Linked DNA regions of Sus scrofa: region 2 is linked to region 1. The links are chromatin contacts, called in public promoter capture Hi-C maps. All regions are on one chromosome and are shown on one strand. The core of a region is the stretch at or near the end of the contact, and the rest is flanking DNA. Distances in the headings are between cores, read along the strand shown.

Evidence for each region. Promoter capture Hi-C pulls out the DNA fragments that hold promoters and counts their contacts.
Region 2: a contact with region 1 is called in a promoter capture Hi-C map of fetal skeletal muscle, with 5 times the contacts expected there. The contact joins the promoter of NUDT17 here to the promoter of HFE2 in region 1. A contact is called at or near these places in 1 of 5 promoter capture datasets (fetal skeletal muscle), 13 of 47 Hi-C or Micro-C datasets (alveolar macrophages, blood, embryonic fibroblasts and 7 more) and 2 of 2 datasets of contacts at active chromatin or transcription factors (alveolar macrophages and skeletal muscle).

Annotation. Positions count from the first base shown.
Region 1 is chr4:99,326,734-99,329,433 of Sscrofa11.1, forward strand. It overlaps HFE2 (hemojuvelin), which reads left to right and starts at 1,256. Exons shown (of 4, transcript XM_005663519.3): 1 at 1,256-1,480. The region is part of intron 2 of LOC106510173 (a long non-coding RNA gene); the gene reads right to left.
Region 2 is chr4:99,476,472-99,479,344 of Sscrofa11.1, forward strand. NUDT17 (nucleoside diphosphate-linked moiety X motif 17) reads right to left here and starts at 1,482. Exons shown (of 9, transcript XM_005663529.3): 1 at 1,265-1,482; 2 at 887-1,070; 3 at 643-668; 4 at 403-495; 5 at 41-139. The coding sequence starts at 1,456.

The DNA of each region.
Region 1 (2,700 bases), core at 6-2,505:
AACTCCCAAATTATTGTGTTTTAAAGTCACTTGGATAGTTTGGTTGGAGTCATTTTACACTTTTGTAATATAAACCCTTGTGGAGTTCCCTGGTGGCTCAGTAGGTTAAGGATCCAGTGTTGTCACTGCTGTGGCTCAGGTCACCACTGTGGTGAGGGTTTGATCCCTGGCCTGGCCTGGGAACTTCTGCATGCCATGGGTACGGCCAAAACAAAACCCAAAAACAACCCTTGTGATATGGCTTCATGGCATCAAGAGAAAAACTAAAATTTTCAGATACACATGTAAAATAAAGAGAAGAGTGTTCCGTGGGCCTCTAGATTCTGAATTAAGTATAGAGCAAATTAATGCAGATGCATTAGTGACACTATTTGAGGTCGGCCCTTGTGTTAATTTCACTTGGCAAATACTAAGAGGTGATGATGCCTATGGCTGCTAAAATATGACATGGCTAAATTCCTTGACTGCAACATCTTATAAGAGGTCACCAGATTATCTTACTCCACAAAAATATCTTTCTGAATCTCTTTTTCTCTCAGTTTATCTCTCCAAGGTCCTCTCCTCTGTGGATTAATAACCTTCAAATTTTCTATCCCCATTCCTTCTTCTTGCCCTTCCTAGCCTTCTCCCCCCAGCAACTCAGGAGCTTATATTTTTGTGTGTATTTTGGGGAAGAGGAATTGCTGTATAAATAAGGGAATGAAAATGGAGGATGTAGGGTAGACAGCTGCAAGGATCTGAGCTAGTAGACTGAAACAAACCCTCATCCTAAACAACTCAGAGCTCAGATTTCTTCTCTAGACAGCTGGCTGTTTTAGTCCATCTGATTTACTCTGCAAAGATGGGGGGTGGGGGTGCTGTGAACTATCTCTGTTATGGACCTTATTTAAAGTCAGCTACCTCCTAGATGTGTTCTGTAGAAACTAAATGCCATATTTAACATAGCAGGCTTGAAGGTGATGAACAAAATGTATACAATTGTCCATTCTAATTTTTAAAGGTCAAGAGCTCATTTTTAACAATACTTCAGGGCTGCCTGAAGTAGGCACTAACTAGAATTATATAAGCTCAAATTGGACATCTGACTTGATTGTCATATTTCTGCCCCCCTTCCGCACTTGGCACCCTATACTCCATATTCTTTCCAATCCTCCTACCCTCCCCACTCCCCCAACTCCAACACCCTACCCCCACCAATGTTCCTGGAATTTTGGACTTAGCTATTTTTAAAACAGTCAACTCAGTAGCCACCTCCCTCCCCCGCTCAGCTGTCCAGTACTCTGGCCAGCCATATACTCTCCCTTCCCCCCACATCAGACCTTCTCTGGTTCCCTGACCTCAGTGAGATTGCCACCGGTCTGGGGACCTGGGGAAGACATGGAGAAAGAGACGGGGGATCCCCTGGCTGGAGCTGACTGACACAGTAGACAGTCATGGCTGGAGAACTGGATATCAGACTAATATTTGACGTCTGGAAACAGTAAGTCAAAATGAAATTGCAATTCCTTTAATAAGCTTTTGGAGTGAAGTTAGACTTTCATAAAATTAAGACACCTTCTTGGATGTCTCTGGTCTGAAAGCTAGGATCTCTTCCATACTGAGGTGCCCCAGTGTCCATTTCTCCTTCTGTCTTATTTCTTTCTGTTCTCTGGCCATTAGAAGTTTAAATTTCTGTCTCTCCTTTGGGAGTCTTGGCTCTCTCCTCATCTGGTTGCCTCAAGACTACTAGTGAAGTCTCTTTCTTTAGTAGGAGGTTCCCATATCTCCTATTCTGTGGTTTTCTCACCAAGGCCAAATTTAACCTCAGATGATTAGTCACTGCTACCCTTCTACCCTGCTCCTACTTAGTAGTGCCCTTCACGTTGGGCTTCTAAGGGTAGGGCTACTCCTTGTTGTAAATGATTTCTCCCCATGACTCTAGTCTCAGTCATCCTACTCTCCCTCCTACATGACTCTCCCTCAGTCATATCCTTACCCTTGGAGAGGGTAGTTTGGCAAGAGAGAGTTAGTCCCTCCTCAAGCCCCATCCACATCAAAAGACTGAGAACTTCTAAACTTGCAAAGGAAAGATTAATGGAATGAATGATTCTTCAGTAAGGTTTGGAAAAATACAAGAACTGTTGACCCACAACAAACATTGATTTGCATGCTTGGTGTACATCCCATTATTCCATGAGAGAGAGATATAATTTTAGCTCTCTAGAGTATATGAAAGAGATGGGTTCCCTTTTCATTTGAATACTGGTATTCTAGAGAGGGGATGTGTATACCACCTTTACAACTTCTTGCTGAGAATTCTGACACAAAGGAGAAAAAGAAATGAATGACCCCTGGAGAGTATCCCATCCTGATGGGGAAGGGCAAGTAAGAGGTATGTTTCTGAAGTACTTTTCAGATCCTAATTCTATTGGGGAACCCACTATCCACATGATTCCTCTTTTTTTTTTTTTTTTTGACATTTCTGCTGATTGGTAGCTCAGAATGGGGCAATACAGTGGACTCTGCCCCCCCCCCCCCAGTCAATTCAACCTTTCTTCCACCCCCACCTAGGAGTATTGCATAAGGGACCTGAAAGTAGCCACAAAAGCAGGTCACAGAGGCTTAACAGCCACATTTTTAGTTCAGGGACCCCCATTCTCCCCAAACTCCAGTCTGCTCAAACTTTTCTTGATCTCCGCAGATTCTCTTCACACCATTCTG
Region 2 (2,873 bases), core at 232-2,731, 150 kb after region 1:
CAGTCTGTTCAGCCCCATTTCTTTCTACTGCCAGTCCTACCTGTAGCTGCTGCTGTGTCTCCTGGGAGATGACAAGGAGATAGAGAATGATGTGATGGTATTTGGGGAGACCCCAGCTCAGCCTAGGGGGGTAGGCAGACTGAGAAAGAAGAAAACAGCAAAAGTGAGAACTTTCTGTGCCTTTTTGAGACTCTGTAAATGCAGCTGAGGAAGTGGAGAGTAGAGATGGCACAGGAGGGACATGGGTAAGGGTCGTGGCACTGGGGACTCCAAACCACCCACACTCCATCGTTTCCCCTGTGGTCAAGGCAAGTAGGGCTGTTCTGTGGGCTTTGGTGGGTTAGAGATTATTAAGGGCTCTTGGTTAAATAGGAAGGATGCTCTCCCAGCTCCCTGTCTCACCTCCCATAACCCCAGAGGGGTCCAAGAGAACTGGCCCTGGGGCAGCTGTAGTCCACTCTCCTCCCAAAGCTCTCGAAGCCCTCCTTCCAACAGCTGGGAGTGAGAGGGCAGAAGGTCAGAGAGGCCAGTGCCTGACTCCTCTGAGTCCTGTGTTTGCCCTTCCCTCTGCCCAGCCCCAAGATGGTCCCAGGCACCCTGTCCTCTGGGGCAAGGTGCGGGTTGTGTCACTTGATTGGTTACCTCTTCATCAGGTTCCACATGCCCACCTGCAACAACAGTGGGACCAGTAGTGAGCGGTGGTGGTCCTGGCCAAGGAGCCCCACTCACTGTTTACACTGCCCCCTTCTCCAGCCCGCACAGAGGCAGCTGTAGCCCTTTGTAATTATGGGACCTATTTCTTTGTCTTTTGAGACGGGGAAGAGCACTGTTGGGTAAAGGACAGATTTCCTTCCGGATCTTGGGGCCTAGTCCTCAGGGTGCTCACCTGGGGGTACCCAGAGGTTGGGGAAAACGTTGAGGGTGCCTGTCCTTCGGGTCAACAAGACAGTTTGATCGCTGGACTGCAGAATGACCGCCACGCCCAGATCCACACTTCGATTCATGGGCAGCTCGGCCGCAGGAGCCCCCGGCTGCTGCTCCAGGGCCGCAAAAGGGCAGAAAGGGGGTCGCTGGAGGGAGGGAGCCGCTGCGGTTAACGCTTCAGAGGCGGGGCGGGGCTTGCAAAAATTGGGCGACACCGCGCGACTTCGGAGAAGGAGGCGGAGTCGGCGACTGGCCCGGCCCCCAGGCCGCCGGCCTCCAGCTCCCGCCCGATCCCAGTCCCTCCCTTCACTGCCCCGCGCTGGGTGCCCCCTCTCCCGACCTGGAGCGGAAGCCTGGCCGACGCGCCTGGGAATGGCCTGGCCGAGAGGACGAGTTGTCCCCGCTTGAGGCTGCAGTGTGCGGACCACGGCCCGAGCCCGGGTCTGGCGCCCAGGAGGCCGCACACACTCTGCGTGAAGCTCACCGACTCCGGGCGCCCGGACAGTAGCAGCAGCACCCGCGCCGCGGCCATAACTCGGCTCTAGGATCGCCGCGTCAGGCTTGGCGCCCTCTGGTGGCCTAGAGGCGCTTCCCCACGGAGCCTTCCGCGGGGTCGGAAGGAAGCCGGGCTTCCGCAACGTGGGGAATTTAGGCATGACGCTTGGGGATGATCCATGGGTGTGGTAAAAAAAATAAATAAATAACAAAGGGGAACCTCTAAGTCCCCAGCTCCTCTTTCCTCCCATCTTCTTTGTTTAGGGAAATGATCCCCAGATTGACGTCTGGACTCACAGGTCATCTCCAACCAGCCATGGGCGGAACTATAAGCACCTCTCCATGGCACCCTGCATACCTGTTACAGCAGGTAGCACCTCGGATTAATCACACCCATCCCCTAGCCAGACACCCAGGAAAACATTTTTGACACCTCCCCTCTTTCTTCTTACTCAAATAGCAACAAAATGCAGCAGATTCTACCCTCACACTTTCTCAAACCAACATCATCTCCAGCCTCCACAGCCCTAGTTCAAGCCTTCCTCATAGTCTGCCTGAGGTATTATTACAAGTCTCCAAACAGTCTTGCCCCCACCAATTCATTCTCTACAGTGCTGCCAGAATGATCTTTCTAAAATACAGATCTGCTCATTTTGCTTCCCACTGCTCTGAGGATAAGAGAAGCTACTTAGCATTGTAGCAAGAACCCACCAGTCCTTGCCCCTGCCTGTCAGTTCTGGCAGGACTCATGCCCTATTTTCAGCTTATATCCTTTTTGCTCTCTCCGAAGAAACAGGCTCTGCCTCCCATCTTTCAAAATACAGATTGTGTCACTTTTCCTATGCTCCCTTTTCTGCCTGAGCCTTTCCCCAGGTCTCTGTACTTAGCTACTTTCCCACTCTAGCCCCCCAACACTTCCTTGTGCTTACTCATCTCCTCCCACTAGGCTGTATGCTCAAGGCTATTCATCTTCGCATTCCTAAGGCGAGCTGAGCACATAACAGGTGCTCAGTAAGTGATGGTGGGTATCTTGAAGACAGAGATGGTACTGGGTTTATCTTTATATATTATATCTAGCATGGTGACTAGCAATTCATTGGCATTCAGATATTTAGTGAATTAGAACATGAAGCGATTGTAAAACAACACCCAGCTGCTTTAAATGAAATAAAGCTGCTGGGACCTATTACATCAACTAGATTAATCATCTATCCATGGTACTGAGAGAGAAGTTAGAATCGCCACTTTTTGGGAACCATGGTGAAGAGGAAGGCAGTTATTTATTGAGTGCTTACCATATGCTGGGGATCGTGCTAAATGTTTTACATACATAATTTCAGATGTGTTAGAAGCCTGGACCTGGCAGATGTGACTTTTATCCATAGAGTCTAGTGACTGCTTGGGCCAATTTGATAGGGATTGAGTAGGCACAGGTGGTTGTAGAAGTTCCAATA